Linked DNA regions of Mus musculus: all the other regions are linked to region 1. A link is a contact called in public HiChIP or PLAC-seq data. All regions are on one chromosome and are shown on one strand. The core of a region is the stretch at or near the end of the contact, and the rest is flanking DNA. Distances in the headings are between cores, read along the strand shown. Region 1 overlaps Fat2 (FAT atypical cadherin 2). Region 2 holds the start of G3bp1 (GTPase activating protein (SH3 domain) binding protein 1). Region 3 holds the start of Sparc (secreted acidic cysteine rich glycoprotein).

The links. HiChIP or PLAC-seq counts read pairs in DNA pulled down with a chosen protein or histone mark.
Region 2: a contact with region 1 is called in an HNF4G HiChIP or PLAC-seq map of pancreatic cancer cells. The contact joins the promoter of G3bp1 here to the enhancer-like site in region 1. A contact is called at or near these places in 2 of 39 promoter capture datasets (cranial neural crest and hippocampal neurons), 1 of 484 Hi-C or Micro-C datasets (pancreatic cancer cells), 2 of 115 datasets of contacts at active chromatin or transcription factors (bone marrow-derived macrophages and pancreatic cancer cells) and 1 of 9 other capture datasets (pancreatic islet).
Region 3: a FOXA1 HiChIP or PLAC-seq map of pancreatic cancer cells shows a contact between it and region 1. The contact joins the promoter of Sparc here to the enhancer-like site in region 1. A contact is called at or near these places in 1 of 39 promoter capture datasets (HPC-7-derived erythroid cells), 1 of 484 Hi-C or Micro-C datasets (bone marrow-derived macrophages), 1 of 115 datasets of contacts at active chromatin or transcription factors (pancreatic cancer cells) and 1 of 9 other capture datasets (pancreatic islet).

Annotation. Positions count from the first base shown.
Region 1 is chr11:55,273,280-55,276,575 of GRCm38.p6, forward strand. It overlaps Fat2 (FAT atypical cadherin 2), which reads right to left. Exons shown (of 23, transcript NM_001029988.2): 11 at 2,705-2,858. Among named protein-coding and RNA genes, the nearest start is that of Fat2, 37 kb to the right of the region's middle. Within about 2 kb of position 1,567, at least 21 of the 459 cell types and tissues checked have an H3K27ac peak or open chromatin away from gene starts, as enhancers often do. A contact at or near this core is called in pancreatic cancer cells, where this site is marked.
Region 2 is chr11:55,467,918-55,471,213 of GRCm38.p6, forward strand. It overlaps G3bp1 (GTPase activating protein (SH3 domain) binding protein 1), which reads left to right and starts at 1,835. Exons shown (of 12, transcript NM_013716.2): 1 at 1,835-1,884.
Region 3 is chr11:55,418,253-55,421,548 of GRCm38.p6, forward strand. Sparc (secreted acidic cysteine rich glycoprotein) reads right to left here and starts at 1,828. Exons shown (of 10, transcript NM_009242.5): 1 at 1,536-1,828.

The DNA of each region.
Region 1 (3,296 bases), core at 317-2,816:
CTCTAGAGAGCTACAGTGATGGTGACAGTCCTAGCCTCAGGTTCTACCACAGCAGAGAGACTGGTCTGTGCACATGCTGTCAGGGAAGAAGCCCAGCTGCATCCCCTAGCACCCACCTGCTTCCTAATTCTCCCACAACACTCCATCATCACCAATCTAAAGTCATCATTAATCAGATACAAATAGACTAATTTTTTAAAGGCCAATTAGGCAACTTTTTAAATCAGGTGAATATATATATATATATATATATATATATATATATATATCCATTCAGAGAGTATGTGATCTGAGCATTACTGTTTATGTCCACAGAAACTTTCAATATATATTATATAAAATAGAACATATACATTTATTATATATTTATATATGTGTAAATATATACAAATCCCACAGAATAATTAGCCCAGTGATAAAGATACATAATGTATATATGAATGTGGTCCCACATGCCTTTAATTCCAGTAACTAGGGAGGGAGAGACAGGTATATCTCTGTGAATTAAAAGTCAGCCTCATCTACATGCTGAGTTCCAGGACAGTCATAGCTTTTTTGAGAAACTGTCACAAAAAAAATAAAAATAAAATAAAACAAGAAAACCCCCAAACACATGTATAAAGATATTCTCTGAGGTATTGCTTATAATAGTGACATACTTAAATCACCCTATATGCTTTTCAAATAGAAATTGATTAATATGCTTTAGTTGTATAGTAAAGTAATATGTGATGTTTTCAGTTAGACACGAACTGGAATCACCTGAGAAAAGAGTCTTAATTAGGGGCTTTCCACACAAGGTTTACCTAGGGTCTTGTCTGTGGGGGATTTTCTTAAATTAACTGTGGGGAGACACGGCCTATTGTGGGAGGCACCATTCCCTAGGCAGGGGGTCCTGAACTGTGTGAGAGAGTGGGAGAAGGCCGACTGAGCACAAATGAGCATGTATGCATTCATCCCTCTCTGCTCTTGACTATAGACGTCAATATATAGCTGTTTATATATATATATATGTGTGTGTATATATATATCTGTTTGAATATATATAGCTGTTTGAAGTTCCTGCCTTGACGCCCCACAGTGATGTGAGCTGAAATAATAAACCCTTCCTACCCTCATTTTCTTTGCATTGGGGTACTTTATCACAGCCAGAGAAATGAAACTAAGAAAGTAGCATCAGGAATCACTAAAAACAACTTTACAGTCTTCCCTGCAAACACCTGCAAGCAATCACTAAGGGAGAACAGCAAATTTTCCATCAGAGAAACAATTACAGAGAGAGTTTGGAGGTCCACGGGAAGGCGAGCTGGTTGGCTACACCCTGAGTAGGCTTTGGTGAGGGATTATTGTGTAGGCTGCTTTCTGACTCCAGCTGGCTGCATACCTGTGGTGTTTTTAGACTTGTATACCGAGCGTGCATCATTTTCATATTCTGGAAAAAATGCCCAGTTTGTTTTTCTTTTAAGTCCTCATGGGAAGTCCTGCAGCTGAGCAAACAGTAGCAGAGAGAAGGCGAGCTTCCCAAGTCACTCAACATGCCGCTCTGGGGTCAGGAAGGACAATATGGTCTGGGATCCACCCAGGCAGCTTCCTGGGACATGGCTGTCACTGCCACCACCACCCCTCGCCACCTACCCTTCCCTACTCAAGAATCTCTGAGTCATCTTTGGAGCTATGGATTCAAGCCAAGGGTTGGCAGCTGGTCCCTGTGCCGGGCTGCCTCCGGCCACCTACTACCCACAGCGAGCAGCAGGACAAGGTCTTACCTGGGGGTATTGCTCATCCCTACCTCTCTGACCAACAGTCCTCCACAGTTCAGCCCTGGCATGGCTATTTGAGGTTCCCTTGTGGTGGCTTCTACTTCCTATCTATGTTTGGTCCCTTGCTGGTCTTATGACAATTTGTCCCATCTATTGAGTTCTTCCTTAGCCTGGGTCAGGCTTCCAGGAGCTTTACTGCTTGTGGTGTTTACTGAAGTCTTGGGCACCAGTGACCCAGTTTGCAATGTGCAAATCTTGAGATTGCACCAATTTTGGCCCTTACTAGTCTGAACCCTCCATTGGCTCAAAAGGGCATCAGCCCATCTGCCTTCAGGGCATCATCTTCTGTACTCTCTCTCTCCACTCTGTACACTCAGTCAGGTGTCTTCTTCCCCAAATATGACCCTTGAGGACATTCTCTCTCTACCTTCTTTGTCCTTCTCTGCCTTCCCTGAATGCTTGCCTAACTCCTATGTGAGCTCAAGACCACACAAAATGGCATTTGTTCAAAGAGGCTTTATTTAACCTGGCTCCTAAGCCTAAGTCAACTTCTGTCAACGTTGCTGTCTCCCCTCTACCCTTCTCCTCTTCTCCTATGTTTGTTTGTTTGGGGACAGATCTCATATTATAGCCCCAGCTAGTCTCGAACTCACTATGTAACTCAGGCTGGCCCTAAACTCTCGATTCTCCTCACTGAGAGTACAGGTGTGAACCTTTCATTGTTCCTAACTCAGCACACTGCCAGCCACTGACCCAACAATCACTTTTCCTCTTGGATTGATTATAAAGAACTGGATCTGAACTCACCCATCCTTTTCTTGCACCCCAGATACTGGTATCTACTAATGGGTAGACAGGTGGATGAGTGAATTCCTATTTCAAGGAAGAGCCCACCATGGCATGAGCACATGTTCTTGGCTTTGTCCCACAACTCAGAGATTTACCTGTGTGAGGGTCCAGCTTGAATTCCTGGGCCCCCGGTCCATGCAGAGAGTATGTGATCTGAGCATTGGTGTCCATGTCTACATCTATGGCAGAAACTTTCAAGATGAAGTGTCCGGGGGTGACGTCCTCACGGACCTTGCCAGTGTAGAGAAGCTGAAGACAGAAAGGTAAAAGAGGGAGTCTGAGGCAGAGTGTTTAGATCCAGACGTGGGGGAGGTGAGGTGGGAGGGCAAGAAGTGACTCAAGTGAAAACATACAGAGACGGGGAGGCAGAGAAGGGAGCAAAGAGGGAAAAGGAGATGGGGTAAAATGAGAGACCACCTGGGGTGACTCATTGGGTAATCCCAGTATTCAGTATTCCGAATCCCAAGCTCAGGTTCATTCCTTTTGGCTTCATAGTAAATTTAAGGTAAGCCTGGGTTACATCACTTTCTGGTTTGTTTGTTTATTTGCTTGTTTGTTTTAAAGAGACATGTAAGGAAAATTAAGATTAAAAGCTAGAGACCTGATGAGATGGCTCAGAGGGGAAATATGCTTGCCATATAATCCTAAAGTCTGAGTTTTATCCTTGGAACCCATAGAAAGGTGAAA
Region 2 (3,296 bases), core at 585-3,084, 190 kb after region 1:
TGGTCTACAAAGTGAGTTCTAGGACATCCAGGGCTATACAGAGAAACCCTGTCTCGAAAAAACAAACAAACAAACCCAACCAACAAAGCCTCTACAGCTCCAAATTAAAGCCCACATTCCTTGGTTGGGCTAGCAATCCTACCAAGCGTTCCTAGAAGGAGGTTCCCACTGGAGGCTCAATGCTAGCTGCCTGTTGATAGGCTCTGACCCAGTGCTGGAGCACTGCACTGTCTCTTGGTTCCTGGCTTCCGGATTCCAGGTTCTGCCTGGCTGCCTTTTCCTTCCAGCCTGGGCTGGGCGAGCCCTTTCCCTTTGCACGTGGGAACTGTGCACGTGTTCCTTTTGGAAACTCGCTGTAACACTTTAACACCTGTATTTTCGGTATTTAAGAGGTTAGGGCAGGAGGATGGCGAGTTCGAGATCAGCCTAGGGTATGGTAAATCCAGCTCAGCATAGGCTACAAGGGGAGACCTTGCCTCGAAAAGCCCTGAAACAAAACAAATTAATGCGAGTTTAGCTTGCTTTCAGGATTTCATGTCACTCAGAATGGCCTTGGACTCGTGTAGCTCAGGATGGCCTGGAATTCTCCCTGCCTCCAGGGAACACAGACTAGTCTAGTTTGTGTTTAGCATTTGGATCACAGCTCTTAATATAAAATGCTCATGGTGGCCAGAAGGCTCACAAAACCCCCCCGAGTTGGGGTCAGCAGCAGACTGAGGTACTACTATTTGGACCCTGGAGCCTTTATGGGGGAACCTTAGGCGTGTCTGCCTAGGAGTTGGGTAAAGTTCCCATTTCAGTTTGAAAAGCATGTGACAATGGCTGGTGGTGACGCATCCTATAACTTTCGCCAGCCAGAGGGTGATCAAAGATGGGATGTTGTCTCTGCAATCACAAGATTGGAAAACCTGAAAACGTCCAGGAGCCACCCGGGCACGCCAGCTTGGAAGCCACCCGGGAACAAGAGCATTCCCAAACGCCAGGGAGGCTGCCTCGCGGTATGCTCTGGGGTGCCGACCAAGCCAGTTTCGCTGTCCTCGGTCGCCACTGCATTCGTGCTGAGTAATGCTAAGGGTCAGCAGCTCCTGCTCTTCCGAAATGCATGCAAAAAAAGTTTTGATGCGAAGAGAAAAAAACCAAACCAAAAAAACAAAACCCGGGAAACTGTTACTTAGATCCCGGGTACCAGAGTCGCCTGGGAAGGCGGGAGACCGGTCCTCGAGGACAGGATTCAACCTAAGAGGAAGAGAAAGGAAAGGGAACGGAAGACGCAGCTAGTCCATCCTCTTAACCGCTCCAGAGGGCACGGCGGCCCTGGGGCTGCCTTTGGAGAGGGCCATCCCTCCCTGTCAATCAGCTCCATTCGGTGTTGCGATTGGCTGGGGGCTTCCTTGCTCCCCGCCCGCGCCTACCTCCTAGTTGCATGGGGTTTACTTCCCCAAAGTACACGGGCCCCACCTTGTGGATCAACCGCTCCTGCCTGGACAGTGGGTTTCCGCCCAGAAAAAGAAATGTAAGCCAATGAGAACGGGTGCATGCAACTATTGGCTTGTCTGAGTGTCGCTCTCAGTGCATCCCGCCCTCATTTTTATAGACCATCTGAGTATTGGCGAGGTTTCGTGTCCATCTGGGCTCTAGCTCCTTCAGTTATAGGCAGATGCGGCAGCCACTCAGGAGCTCGGCCTCTAGACAAAGACGCTGTCCAATCATAGCCAAGGGGCGCGGTGGCGAGGCGGCCATTGGTCCCTGCATGCGACCGGGAGCAGCAGGTTCGGCTGAGCGCGGCTATATAGCGGGCGGCGGGCACGCGTGCCGCGGCATCGCGCGAGGGACGCCGCCACCTCCTCCCACGTAGCAGCCCTGTCCTCCCGCTCAGCCGCGCAGGTACTTGGGCCCGCGGGTGGGGCTGATCGGATGCGGGCCGGGCATGAGCCGAGCTGCGGCCGCGAGCGGGGCGCCCCGGGAGACCGCGCGGCGCGTCCCCACCCCCACCAACGGCCGGCGCGGCCTCCTGCCTGCGCTTTAGGGCCCGCGCGTGGTCCACCGCACCAACGGCGGGCGTCACGCGTCTGGCCGGCCCTGCGTGCTCCACGCGCATTCTCTGGCGCGCGCCGGCTCTTCCGGATGGTATAGCTGGGCCTGGACCCTAAGGAAGCCTTCGGATATGGGGATGGGGGTTGGGGGAGCCCAAGCTGAGAGCGTGATCGCGCCTCCCAGGGTTGCAGAACGGAGGCGCGCGACCCCGGGTTCAAGGGCTCAGTGGTGCAGAGACAGCCACGCCAAGACGTGATCTCTCCAATCCCCCCACTGTTTCCCCCTGCACTATGCCGAGAGTTCCCTTTTTTCCCGCCCTTCCCGGTCACCTGGGTGCAATCAGGTAGGTCCAGTCAACAGGAGAACGAGGTGGAATCAAGGCCCTCTGTAGGGAAAGGACAGGCATCTGTGCAGGCTACGTGGCTGTGGGACACCATCGGCCACTGAGCTCTTGAATCTGAGGTGCAAACCCCAGTATAAGAAGTCCCGTGGTGGCATCTGCGAGCCAGTGGGGGACTCCAGAGAAGAGATTAGGAGTGGGGTTTTGAATGACAAAGGAAGACTTAGCTTTCTTCGCACTTACATAGATAGATAGATGCGCCTCCAAGTTAGCTTCTGGGAAAAATAGAGAAAAATACAGTGAGTGTAATGTAATCGAGTGTGCCTCTCAGCAGGTCCGAAACGCACCTCGAGGTAACGGGAAATTCCCGCCAACAGGAAGTCAAACTCTGACATTAGATCTTGACTCTTCAAGACCCCTTTTTAACTTAGAATGTTTTAGTTGTGAATCAGAACAAACTTAGATTAAAAAAACCTTTGTTTGAGAAGGTCGTAAGTCCAAGGAAACAAAGTGTTTAAATTCTTACAAGAGTTGAAGTTAAAGTTTGAAATTGGATAGGACCGGCCCGGGCTTCAGTGCAGAGGTGGAGCACTTGGCATGGAATACAGGAAGCCCCGGGTTCAGTCACCAGAGCCACAAAAATAAGTCACATCTGAAATTGCTGGGGAGAGGATGGTGTCCAGTGTCCAGTTATTGTGCAGTGGGTCACAGTCACCGATTGGGTTTGTTGGCAAGCACAGCCATTAGGTCTCCTGCCGAACCATCGATGATCAACTGCCTTTTTTAAAAATTCTTACTGTGGAGCCCTTCCTGGCCTGGAATTCAAGAGGATCTCAGAATCTTCTCGGTGCCAAGAGTTAAGGTGCCTCCACTAAGCCCAACCGAGTAATTTATTTTAGTACTTACTTGGTTTGACTTCTAC
Region 3 (3,296 bases), core at 578-3,077, 150 kb after region 1:
GCAACTCGCATTCCTCTCGGAGTGAGTCACGGGAGAGAAGAGCCTCTTGGTGGGTGGGGCTTGGAGAAAGTTTCAAAAGCTGACTCCTTCTCCCAGAGCCACCCCACCCCCTCCCCCTCCCTCAGTGCCGCTCTGTCGATGTGGCAGCCGATGGCTAAGTTAACCAGAGTTAACTCTTCCCTCAACCACTTCTTTCAGGTTTAATCCTTGGCAAATACAAATTTGTTTCTATTTCCGAATTACACCTTACACCGTCACACCATTCTGGGGGTCTGCATCTGTTTGGGAATATCTTAAACCTAAAAGCTGTGGACACCCATCATCTCTTAAACACAAACAGAAACACTCATGCACGCGCACTCACATACACACACTAATTCCAGAGACTCTTTGAAGTTGCTTATTCGTAGACCACTTTATAGGCTCAATTAAGTGACCCTGCTTGGGAAGTCTTAGGGGAATTCGGGTACCCCAAAAGCTATCCCTCTTCCTTAGGACAGGAAGGCTACACTCAGGGGAGATGGCTATGTGAGATCGCCCACAAATTGCCTAAAGCTTGTTACCTCATGTAGGGTCCGCATCTCACTCCACTCCCTACACTAGGAAGGTTCTAGAAACTTAAAAGAGTTGTCAGTGGAGACACTCCCTCCCTGCAGGTGTGCTGTCTGTCCCTGAGGCAGATGCCTGATACCTGTTTGTCCCCCTTAGGTGAGGCTTATTTCCAGCCATTCTAGGAGTCACAGGAAGTTTACAGAACAGCTTGGAGCAGACAAGCTTTCAACAGGCTGAGTCTTGGATAGATTCAGTAGTAGCAAGAAAAGTGTCCTGGAGCTATATCTCTCTGTCTCCCTCCTCCCCATCACACCCTCCTCCCTGTCGTCTCTGGATTGTATCAAATTGTTGGCTTTCTCAGATGTCTAGATACGGTAGAAGCAATGTTAATGCCAGTGATGACCACCTCTCAGAATTAGGCTGGGAACAATGGCAACCCCAGGCTGGGAGAGACAATGGCATTTCAGACTGACTGAAATGCCACGGGGTGATGGGGTGGGGGTGGACAGAGATTGAAGGGACCAGAGCCTTCCCAGAGGAACTGACTAAAGGGAATGTCTTGCCTTGGCTGTTTACAGATCTGTTTATCCTTCTTGCAAAGTCCCATTTGGACAACAGTGCTCTGACCCAGAACTGGATGTCTGTTCTCCCAGAATAGGAAGCCAGACCCAACAGGCTGCCAGCCAGATTTTCTCTGGGTTGGCAGTCATGATGGGCAAATGAGGATCGGATTCTCAGAAAAGGAGGCAGCTGCCTCCGAGGGTGACAGAGGACAGACCAGTAGCCTCTGCCACCAGAGAACACAGAGAAAGCGGTCCCCGCAAACCATGGCTATTTTCTGCAGTGCTACAGAGACAACAAGTTCCCCTGTGAGTGAGCAACAGGTTTCCAGCTCACCTCCCCCTGAGACTGGTCATGGGGATGGGGCAGAGAGGAGATGATGAAGCTTACAGAAGGGCAGGGGCTGACAGGGAGGTGCATACCTCGGCACAGGCAGGCAGGCAGGCAGGCAGGCAGGCAGGCGGCAGAAGAGTTCTGGCGGTCTGAAGGGCTGCAGGAATGTGGAGGGGTTTAGAGGCGAGCAGCAGGAAGCCTCTTGGAGCTCTGGGCAGGGTCTGTCTCACCCTCCGCCTCCACTCAAAGGCCCTCCTCCTCCTCTGTCTCCTCCTTCCCCTGGCCTGCCTCCCCCTTCTCCCCAGAACCAAAGCTGTCTTTTCTTTCTCCCTTCCTTGCCTTGTGGTAGGCTGTGTGCTACCCAGACACCCTGGCCCCACCTGTCTCATCTGTTCTGGGGCTCCTGCCTAAACAGACATGAGGGTCAGGGCTGGAACAGCTGCTGGAATCACCTAGAACAGGCCAGGCCTTGTTCAGAGCCGAGGCTGCTGACTGAAGAGTCCTAGACATTAACCGAGAGAAGAGAGAGAGAGAGAGAGTCACAGAGGCACGGCTAAGCCCCTTGTCCTACTTTACACACAGCCAGCGAGTGAACTTGCCTGAGCACTCTCTTGGGCTTAGCAATGTACAGCAAGGCAGAGAGTGCACGCTGGCATGGCAGTGGGGGAGCAAAAGTACCCAGTTTTCTCAGTGCCAACAAAACAAGCTGCCACTGGTGATACTGGTGGCATCATCCTTGATAACGAGGCGAAGTCCCCTCTAGGTCTAGTGGCACCAACCACGGGTACGTGAAGGATTAGAACTAAGCTGGAAGACTTGCGCTGTCAGTACCTGACAAACTCAGAGCAATAATACTGATAGTCAGATCAGAAGCAATAGCAGGGTTGGTGGGGAAGCCACAGGCCTTTCATTTAGGTGTTGTTTGGTTTTGGAAGAGGTCGCACGTAGCCTGGGCTGACCACTCACTATGTAGCTGAGGATGACCTTGAACTATTGATCTTCCTACTTCTATCTACTTCCAGGGTGCTAGGATTACATGTGTGTGCTACCTACCATGACTATTTTATTTAGTGCTGAGGATTGACCTCGGGGCCGGGGGGGGGGCAGGGGGGGGTGTTAATGATTGTTAAGCAAGCATGCTACCAATGAAGCTGCATTTGCAGCCCAGACAGACACACCAGAAGAGGACATCGGACCCCATTACAGATGGTTGTGTGCCACCATGTGGTCGCTGGGAATTGAACTCAGGACCTCTGGAAGAGCAGTCAGTGCTCTTACCCGCTGAGCCATCTCTCCGGTCCCAAGAGGCCATTTTAATAACAGGGGCACAGGCTCACGCAGGGCAAACAGCTTACCCAGTAACACCTGACCAAAAGTGGTCTGAGAACGCTGAGTCTACATTTCAGCCCCACTCTTCTTTGGGGAACATGGACACTCCTCATCTATGCAGCAGCTCTTGACTGAACATTTTGGGCCTGCCTACCTGGGGAGGTACCAGAATAGACGTGGTGGCAGGAGTTTGGGGTGTGGCTAAAGGGATGCACCTCATGTGCAGAACCACTTCCTCAGTGATGCAGACCCCAAGGCTTCTCCCAGGGGGTCAGATCAGCAGAAACTTCCTGAAAGCGTAGATATCGAAGCAGCCATTGAGTTTGGATAACAGGGGACTGGAGAAGGTAAAAGAACAGTCTAGAGATAAGCTTATACACACCAGGATCCCTGCCTTCCCTGCCACGCCCTCATCTACCACACTCCTCCTGCTCTCCAGCCAAAGCAGTTTGGACTGGACCTTTCCTGAGCCTGGACCTTTCTCATCCTTCAGAACTCTATTCTAATGTCACCTCCTTAGA